Linked DNA regions of Lactuca sativa: region 1 is linked to region 2. The links are chromatin contacts, called in public Hi-C maps. All regions are on one chromosome and are shown on one strand. Each heading gives the region's core, a stretch centred on a gene start, on an enhancer-like site or on the middle of the called end of the contact. The rest is flanking DNA. Distances are from core to core; before and after follow the strand shown. Region 1 holds the start of LOC111921291 (histidine-containing phosphotransfer protein 1). Region 2 holds the start of LOC111919559 (putative WEB family protein At1g65010, chloroplastic).

The links. Hi-C and Micro-C count contacts between places; a contact is called where the count stands out from the background.
Region 1: a Hi-C map of seed shows a contact between it and region 2, with 3 times the contacts expected there. The contact joins the promoter of LOC111921291 here to the promoter of LOC111919559 in region 2. A contact is called at or near these places in 2 of 4 Hi-C or Micro-C datasets (leaf and seed).

What each region holds. Positions count from the first base shown.
Region 1 is chr9:49,019,041-49,024,041 of Lsat_Salinas_v11, forward strand. LOC111921291 (histidine-containing phosphotransfer protein 1) reads right to left here and starts at 3,255. Exons shown (of 7, transcript XM_023916864.3): 1 at 3,070-3,255; 2 at 1,942-2,048; 3 at 1,722-1,852; 4 at 1,578-1,646; 5 at 1,325-1,396; 6 at 1,119-1,191; 7 at 738-946. The coding sequence starts at 2,004. The coding sequence ends at 896.
Region 2 is chr9:48,584,545-48,589,766 of Lsat_Salinas_v11, forward strand. LOC111919559 (putative WEB family protein At1g65010, chloroplastic) reads left to right here and starts at 2,150. Exons shown (of 11, transcript XM_023915138.3): 1 at 2,150-2,381; 2 at 3,370-3,472; 3 at 3,553-3,753; 4 at 3,847-3,969; 5 at 4,104-4,141; 6 at 4,227-4,332; 7 at 4,443-5,222. The coding sequence starts at 3,395.

The DNA.
Region 1 (5,001 bases), core at 2,005-4,504, 440 kb after region 2:
TAACTCTCCTAAAACCATAACTTATGATGTATCATTTTCATTCCTTATCGAATGCTTCTATATATATATATATATATATATATATATATATATATATATATATATATATATATATATATATATATATATATATATATATATATATATATATATATATAGGCTCAACAAATCTACTATTTGTCACAAATGCTTCTATATATAGCGCTCCTCTATTTTGTCACCTAAAACCATAATCAATGCCATATCATATACTTACCTTCCCTTTTATGGTTATACATTCTTTGGGCGTCCACAATGCATTAAACTTATTAGAGTTTAATTGATTGACACATCATCATTTTACTTACTATACAACACTATATTAATTTTCCTAAAATGCATTGAATTCAATAGAGTTCAATTAAATATATATTTAATAGTTAAAATGTTTCTTTTTTCCTATCGGAGAATTCAATGGTCAATTAACTTCATATCTAATGAATGCCAACATGACATCCCACAAATGGTAAAGTTTAATTCATTAAATTTCAATTAGACATGCCACCTCATTCAACTCTCTTGTTAAACTATGCATTATAGATGCTCTTAATCACAAATACCTTTCTAGCTAACAATTTTGAAAAAGAAAACAACTTCTATGTATCCATAGACTCATTATCATTCAAAAGAACACGTCACAAAATAAATCAAGTAAAATAAAATGAGAATATCGTACACATAATCTTTTGAGAAAAATATCAAGAAAAAAGCATAAAACATATTATTATGGAGATCAAACATTGTGAATCTTATACTCTTAAGCAAGTAAACTTTAAGTCTCCACACAAAAAAAAAAACAAAAAGACCGACATTATTCACAATTTTCGAATCATAGTTTCATACATAACCTCTATACCTACGCCATCATAGGCACCGATCCACCCGCTTGCAAGATTTGTTGCTCAAGCTACATTTTAAAGAATATGTCAAAAGAAGTTCTACAACATAATGGGGCCCACCCAGATGGGTCCCACTATTTTTATTTTTCTTGTTATACATAAAAAAAAATAATAAACACAAGTTTGTGCACAAGATTCAACCTTAAGGTTAAAAAATCTCATTAAAATGGAAAAGCTTACATTGAACAAGGCTTCGAGTTTGTTCCTTATAAGGATGTATTCATTTTTCGCTTGTTGCAGACATAGGACACACCTTCAGTTATCAAATTAATATATTAAGCCAACAAATTAAAATTGCAAAAATCATCTTTTCAACAAAAAATATAAAAGATCATTTATTGTTTTTTCTTTCATCTATATCAAGAACTAGAAGAATAATTACTAACCCATCAAGATTTTTCTCATCACAATAATTTCTGAAAACGACACAAACATTCTTCACTCGTTGTGCACCTATGCTGTCACAAATCAAGAAACATAAGTTTTATAAGTCTTCTTAAACTAAAATTACTAATTTGCCCATCACCATAAAACCCAAACGATTCCCTTGGTTTGACTAAAAGTCAAACATGCCAAATCAGAATTTGCAAAACGAAAAAGAAAATAAAAAAAATCATGCGACTTTTGGTGAAATAATACCTGGAACTACTACCCTTAAACTGGTGAACATGAGCATCTACTTGTTTATAATCAATATTCTCCTGCTGACTGATTAATAAAAATAAAAAGTTACATCAACAAAAATATTTCAAGAACCCTAAAAAAACAAGAAAAAAAACTCACAGAGCAGTAGCCAAATTGTTGAGAAGCTTTTCAGAATCTTCAAAGAAAAGTGTCACAACTTCAACAACAAAATCTGGGTTGCTTTCATCTTGAAGTTTCTGAAGTTGTGTAAATTGATCATCAAGATACCCCTTTAAAACACCAAAATCACATATTAGATGGACTTCACAAAATCTTTTACAAATTAAGTACCTTTTCCAAGTGAAAAACAAAAACTAACCTCACGATATAAAGATGTTGTGTATTCGACAAATTGTCTTTGCAATTGAGTGATAGCATCCATGATTGCTTCTTCTTTTATCAAGAACACCCTATTTTGTCAATTGGCTGTAAATATACAAGAATGATATCAATTCACCAAAAAGATTGAGTGAATATTGAAAAACGACTCAATTTTTGCTTTCTTTTCTTGTGCTATTTAACGATAAGCAACACCACATACATCGTCTTTTTCACAGAATCGTATACTGAAATTCTGTAATAATTTAAGTCCACCATTGATGTTCTGTGGGACACCACACCACAGACCACGCTTATTGGCTTTTTATAATCTTGAAAGATTTTGCGATTCTGTTCAAGAATTCGATTTTGGTTTCTTTAAATTATCTTGATGCTCATAGTTTTCAACGATAAACACCATCTCCGTTTTTGTATGTAATAAAGTTGTCTTCTTTCTAGATAAATTTTGAAAAATCGATTATGCCATTCGATGAATTTGTTCTGAAATAGTGTTATTCTTTACTAAATTCATGAAAATTGTTTATGAAAACGAACATCTATCAAGAATCAATCTAAAGAACTTTATAGCAAAGACAAGTTGACAAATTAGAGAAAATTGTATATAAATGTGCCCCACAAGACTTTTCCAGATACAACAAATTAGAGAATTTTGTTGCAATGTGGACACCAATTTTTACTTATATTAAGAACTATTATTGGTCATCAAAATTGAGGTCTACAAATTATATACATACATCGTATGAATTTTGAGGTTGAAAAGCAAATACCTTGACCTAAAAATTGAGGTCTACAAATTATATGGAACCTAGAGGACAAAAAAAAACGAGAAAAATAATAATAACCCCATTAAATTCAAAAAGAGAAACAAAAGGGGATCTTGATAAAGTTCTTATCATTAATAAGAGCATTTATTCCGTTTCCAAATCGACACTAATGAACCCGAAAACACCCGATTTTCAAAACTATAAAGAACCCCAGAAGACTAATCATCCAATTTTTCAAGTCATATCCTAGAAAAACATCTACTTTCAAGATAAATTAAGCAAAAAACGAACAGTTTTTGGTTTTTTGTTACATGTAATACACTGTAGGAGGTTGGAAAACTTACCGAGTGATGTTGAGGATTCCGGCGACGATGAGTGACGGTGTATAAAGGCGCAGAAAAAGAGATTGAGAAGGTCTGGGCTAAAGATTTGATGCTGTACCAACTACGAACCACACAGCAGAGCAGAACACAAGAAGGTGGGGCCGTACGAGTATCATATCATTCATTCGTTAATTAATTAGTAAATGAAAATGTAAGAGGAAAGGAAGACATGTACCCTATTTTCATGAGAGGTAAATTACTTCTTTATTTATTTTCTATATTGGGAATTTTTTTTAAATATATTTTTGACAAAACTGTAAAAATTATTTATGTGGTATGTATTTTTTTTCTAAGGTTTGGTTTAAACCTTGATTTTTTGGATTATTGATCCTTTTAGGCTTTTAGCCTAGTTTTAATGTGTATTTGGTCCATCGGTAAACTAAAATTACTGTAATGCCCCTCGTGTATTTATTTTTCATTTTTTTTTCATTTCTTTAATTTAATATATATTTATCTATTTTAATAATTTATAAATAAAGAGATGGCCACCTCTCTCTCTCTCTCTCTCTCTCTCTCTCTCTCTCTCTCTCTCTCTCTCTCTCTCTCTCTCTCTCACAGAGGTAAGATGTCCTGCCCCTGCCAATCTTTTAATAAACTTCAATTATATTAAAGATAAATTGACTTTGTGTATTCAGCCCATCGTTTATTACTAATGTACATCCCTTCCTAATTATATATATTAATTTGGGTAGGGTGTTTGTGAGACTTTTTACTGATTCATTTGCTTTCATCATGAGCAGACTACAAACCACTAAATTCATTCCTATTTTTGCTGATCATTTGAATATTACATTTTACACCCTTCATCTTTGCAACAACTTATAATTCCTATCATCATACTTAGGTTCACATCAACTTGCACTTAATATATAGGTTATTTATTAGAAAACAATTGTTATAGTGAAAAAACAATGAGTGCAATAGCATATAAGAGATAATAAAAAATGAGCCCTTTGTATCATACGCCACCATCACATTTATTTTTATTTTAATTACTGATTTATAGCCTATTGATTCATCAAATTTTGTTCACACCTACTCCTAATTATTTAATAACTTTTTATAGTCGAAGCCCTCCTTATCTTAAAATCTTGCCTTCGCCCCTGCTCTCTCTCTCTCTCTCTCTCTCTCTCTCTCTCTCTCTCTCTCCTGCACCATACCATCACCCACTGATGAACTCTAAATTGAGAAGATGAACTCCAAATTCTTCCCACCGACTATCGGCTCAAGTATAATGTCAAACCATTCTTTCTTTCTCTCTCTCTATCTCTCTCTCTCTCTCTCTCTCTCTCTCTCTCCCTATACGTCATTCTCATGCACCTTCTATTCTTGGTTAGATTCTTTGGTTGCAACCATGTCAAACCATTCGGTGGTGTAGGAGACCGGAGACTGGCTAAAGCGGTGTCAGAGTGTGGTGGTCGGAACATTGTTTCCCTACCCCCGTCCTACTAGGGATGGGATTTAGAACCGGAAAACCGGACCGAAACCGGAATCGGACCGGAACCGGAACCGTTAGAACGGGAATATATAGAACCGGTTCCGGTTCTGGGTTTAAAAATTGGCTTTATCCGGGTTCCGGATAATCCAGGCTTGGCTCCATCGGGTTCGGGTAAACCGGGTCTAAAAACCGAAACCGGTGTTTGGAACCGAAACCACTTTTAGGGCCGGAATCGGTTTTTATGAAACGTTTAAAAGATGCATATCTCATTCGTTTCAACTCCGATCGACATGCGGTTTTTTCTAACATGTAGTTTAGAGTTTGGACATGATTTTAGACTATAAATTTGCCATTTTTAGTTTTATATTCGTTGACTTACAATCCCCCAAAGTCGAGATATCAAAGCTGGAAGTTTTTAGTTTTCAGTTTTTTTGTATTCGGTGAAAGTTTTAAAA
Region 2 (5,222 bases), core at 900-3,399:
ATGATTTATGTGAAAACATTGTTATGTGCCTAGGAATAGCGAACGTGAAACTAGGGTTAACTAGAAAATGGGTAAGTTAATGTGTGAGCTTGTGTGACAACCCATCAACAAGATGTTAATTGCATTAGTAATTTGATCAGCTAACTACAAGTCTCATTTAACTCGAATAAATAAACTATGAAATTTATTAGTTTAATCACTTGATCACTACTTAAATTGATTTGTTTTCTAAGGATTGGTAATAGCGAATGTGAACCTAATCACTTTAATCGGTAGCCGCTAACAACAACCATAGGAGTAAATGAATCGAACCTAAACAAAAGTCTTCTTATTATTGAATTTAGTTGGTTTTTACTTGCTTTAACTGTTAGTTACTTAATTAGCGTATTAGTTAATTGTTTAAGTATTTAGTCTTACAAAACTAAAGAAAACCTTTTACTTTTATTACTTGTTTTAGTTAATTCTAGTCATTAGTTTAATTACCGTTCCCTGTGTTCGATACTCTGCTTATTCAACTATACCACCAATTGACAGGTCCACTGCCTTTGTGTGTCTAAATTATATCTTAAAAGGTAAGACTAAAACTAGTGCATTTTTTATATACACATCAAAGGAATAAGTTCATACTCTCCACAAGAAATGTATATTTGACCCTTACATTATGATGTATTTTGTTGCTAAAAGTTTTATATAACAAAGATCCAATGGTGAATTATGATGGTTATGTTTATGTTTTTGCTTCCATTGCTACGTGTGTGAAAAATCATCACAACCTAACAATACCATGTACTGAGGACTTGTTCCCAACTAAGATAAAATTAATAGTATAAGTATCACTAAGAGACTTGAGAATATATGTTTTTTCATGAAGGTGAGAGATAGCCCTAATGTCTAGGTACCATATATTATCTCTATAATCATCAAGTGGCATGGTCTTAGAAATTGTGGAAGTGTCATGACTAGATTAGATGATTCGGAGGGCTATCAATTCGAAAGAGGTAGCGTTTGTTGGGTTTCCATGACTTGAGACTCAAGTGCCATGGTGTTGACACAGCTAGAAGACTACGTATTAAGAATGTATGACATGACAAGGGTTTTTAAGGATGTTGGATCCAAGTATACCTATTTTTTGTTCTTCATGAAAAAGAATGAAATGTGCTTCCAAAAAGCTTGGGATTAGGGTGTGATGTCGAATAACGCTTGTAATGTAGTCATATTTAGATGATAACCCGATACTCATGTAGGTGATGATGTTTTTCTCGGGTACTATGACATTAATGTTATCGACGAGGTCTATGATCGTCTTGATGTAGATACACTACGTAGTGATGGAGGAATCACCAATCTTAGTAGAGTTCATTGTTGATTTGAATGATTTCCCACTTTGTTGTCACAAAATAACGTTTCCATGTTGATCCAAAACTTCATAGGGGGCCGCATTCTATTTTGAGGATCATTTGGAGCAGAGATTAGGAAATTATCATGTAGATCAAAGCTTAATAATAAAATCGACGAGGGTCATCACATGAGGCGTCGATGCGATCAAGCAAACCAAATCCGGTATAGTGAGTTTACCTGACACCAAGCATTGTATTTGAGATGATCAAGATCAAGAACAATATGAACATAAGCTTTTATGTTGGTAATGCAATATGGTTTTTCTAGGGAAAAACAAAGAGAGAGGGAGACCGGCTCGAAGAAGGGTAGAGAAGTACGACTAGGGATCAATGCAAACGTTAATCAATAGATAGGTAGATTTATTACAAATTCACAATATTAGATATTTTCTATCCACTGATTTATGAAAGTTAATTTGATGATTATCAAAATCTTATTTTTAGCAACCTTATTTTTAAAATTGAGTTACTTTTGTCTAGATTTCCGGTAAAGAAATGGATTTGCAATCTAAAAGAAAAGAAATCTCTTTAAATCACGTGATCACAAGAAATATGAGCAAATATGGTATCTTTACTTCAATAGATCTTTTTTGTTATGAAAAAAAAAGAAAAAAGAAATTTCATCTAACAAAAACATGAACACAAAGACAAGTAAACCACAAGAACATGGTTGAGTAATTAATTCGGAACAATCACAAGCTTTGGCGGGATGCCAATTGTTTTTATTTTTCACTTTTTATAAAAATAAATTTATATTTTCAAGTTTCAACCTTTTGAACAGTGTAACCCCCTCTCTCTCTCTTTCTCTCTCTTTGCCTGTGATGTTTGACATCTTTTTCCTCATTTTGATGGCGAATTGATTCAAAAAATCAAATACCCATTTGAATTTTACTGGTTTTTTACGCTTCCCATCGCACTATCTTTGTCAGATTCCCTAATTTTGCTTCCATTGCAAGTTCCACATCTCAGATCCCGCATTGTTAGGTAACATAATGCTCATATCTATCTATCAATACCTTCTTTGATTTCTGTAAGTATACATCGACTGTGATGTTTCATCTCTAGTGTTCTCTTTCTTTCAATTTTTGGTACTTTTCAGTAATTTCCAGAAGTGGGTTTCTAAATTTGATGTAAATGTTTAAACCATGAAGACGACATGATGTTTTGTTTTTTACTTATTTCTCATTAAATTACGGAAGTGGGTTTCATACTGTTCTTCCCATTTTCTACATTCCCTGTAACTGTTCCATGAAAAAGGGGTTTTCCCCCTTTGAATATCTTCTACTTTGAATGCACATTTTGGGGCATTTTTGATTTCTTCCTTTTCGATTTTTTTTAAATACTCTTTTTCTATTCCCTTTTACTCGATTCAGTTCGTGTTCATACTACTTGGGGTTTCCGGATCAGACTCGATTTCATCATCAACTTGAAGAAGGTAAGCATACACTCTGGTTTTCAGCTCATTTTTTGTCGGATCACGAAGAAATTCAATGTGGGTTGTCTGCAGTCGTCGAATTATTCAAAGATCTGGGTTTTACGCATCACAAATCTTGACCTAGTGGACGAATTATTTGTTTTCTCATGGTAGAATAGAGTTTAATCGAAAGTAGATTCAAAAGCCGAATCTCAATCAGGGTTTTACCACATTACGTACTTACTGCTTTTTGTAACATTTTTCTTTTTCTTTTTGGACATCAATTTAGCCTAAGACATGTTTGAGGATCAAAACATGATTAATCATCTTTAAGATCTTTTCACCTTTATTATTAATTACCTTTTCGTTTTATAACTCCATGGCATTGAAAACCACCATGGTCCATGGGTCCCTTCCTAAGGTACCACCACTAATGTGAAAAGTATAACTCCTAAAGCACACAAATTTCTAGATTCCTATAAGAGGAAAAAGGCGCATATGTCTATACAAGTTTTCCATTTGATTCTTGAATCCCTAAATAACTATTTGTTATTGTAGGTATCGATACATTGATTATCAAATAATGTCAAGAGTTAGCAAATGGAAAGTTGATAAGGCTAAAGTCAAAGTTGTTTTTCGGCTCCAATTTCATGCTACACAAGTAAGTTTTATTCATTTAATCCAATTTCTTCAATATATAATTGACCCTTTTCACTTAAAATGTTAATGGTTATGTTTTAGATTCCACAAAGTGGATGGGAGAAGCTATTTATATCTTTTATTCCTACTGAAACTGGAAAAGCCATTGCAAAAACAAGCAAAGCAAATGTAAAAAATGGGAGTTGCAAATGGGCAGATCCTATTTATGAAACTACAAGGCTTTTAATCGATTCTAAGACCAAACAATATGATGATAAGCTCTACAAACTTGTTGTGGGAATGGTAAGTTTCCTTTTTTTTTTTTTTTTTTGCTTTTGTATAATTGCAAGAATAATTGATTTTTGATTGTTGAATATTACATGTAATTAATTTCAGGGTACTTCAAGATCTAGCATCTTGGGTGAGGCTACAATCAACCTTGCTGATTATGCTGATGCATCACAACCATCTGTTATCAATCTCCCACTTCATGGATCTGATCTTGGAACCATTTTGCATGTAAGAAACCCTAAATTCTTATACACCATTGAATTCACATTTACCTTTCTTGAATCTTGAATCAATAACTTCTTCAGAGTTCAGATAAAATCTTGTTTATCATTTCACAATTGACATTAATCTTTTGGTTTCAGGTTACAGTTCAGCTACTAACAGCTAAAACTGGTTTCAGGTATAACTTTTTGAAAAGATTAGATTTTTTTACCAATTAGTAATTACTAATTATTGGTATTAAATGATTTATTACTTTAATGCAGAGAATTTGAGCAGCAAAGGGATAAAGGGCTGCAAAGAGAGAGCGAATCAAGTGCTGCCAAATCACCATCTTCAGATTCACTGATACTTGATGATCAACTTAACAAGGTTAGAATTTAGATCAGCATAATATACTTTTACTTTTTACAATTTTACCCTTGGTTGTTACTCCTACAATCCTTCATGTTTCCTGAATCATTTCCTTTTGCTTTAAATAGGTAAAGACACAAAGACAAGTGAGACCACATTCTAAAGACCTTGTAAATGAAACAGGAATACATGAAGAATATTCAGATTCTCAAGTTACATGTGATGACTCATCAAACACATCAGAAAACTACAAGTATGATCCATCAATCACTCATGAAGTTGATAGCATCAAGAACAGGGTTACTAAGTCAGAAAAAAGAAACGGATCTGATGAATTGGCAATTGCTTATGAAGAGAATCAAAGGCTCAGAGGAAGCTTGGAGGTTGCTGAGTCATCGATTTCTGAACTCAAAATGGAAGTAAACACTTTACAGAATCATGCAAATGAAATGTGTAAAGAAACACAAAATTTGCAACAAGAACTAGCTATTGAAGTTGCTTCAAGTCAAGAATTAATGAAAGAGGTTACAGATCTTAAATCAGAATGTTCAAGGTTCAAAAACGATCTACAACAGTTGAAAGAAATGAAATTAGAGAAAATACCAATTCTACCCCTTCAAGAACCGGGGTCTACAGAAAGGATTGACTCAACAACAGAAGGGCAAAATTTGGAACTTTTAAACGAGTTGAAGATAGCAAAAGCTGAAAGTGAAAGTCTTGTTAGAAAGATGGAACAAATGGAGTGTTATTATGAAGCACTTGTGCAAGATCTTGAAGAAAACCAAAAAAAGATTCTTGGAGAGTTTCAAAGCCTAAAAAACGAACACTCAACATGTGCTTACTCGATCAATGATCAGATGTTGAGATTCGATGAAGAAAGACGTGAATTGAGTTCCATTAATAAGGAG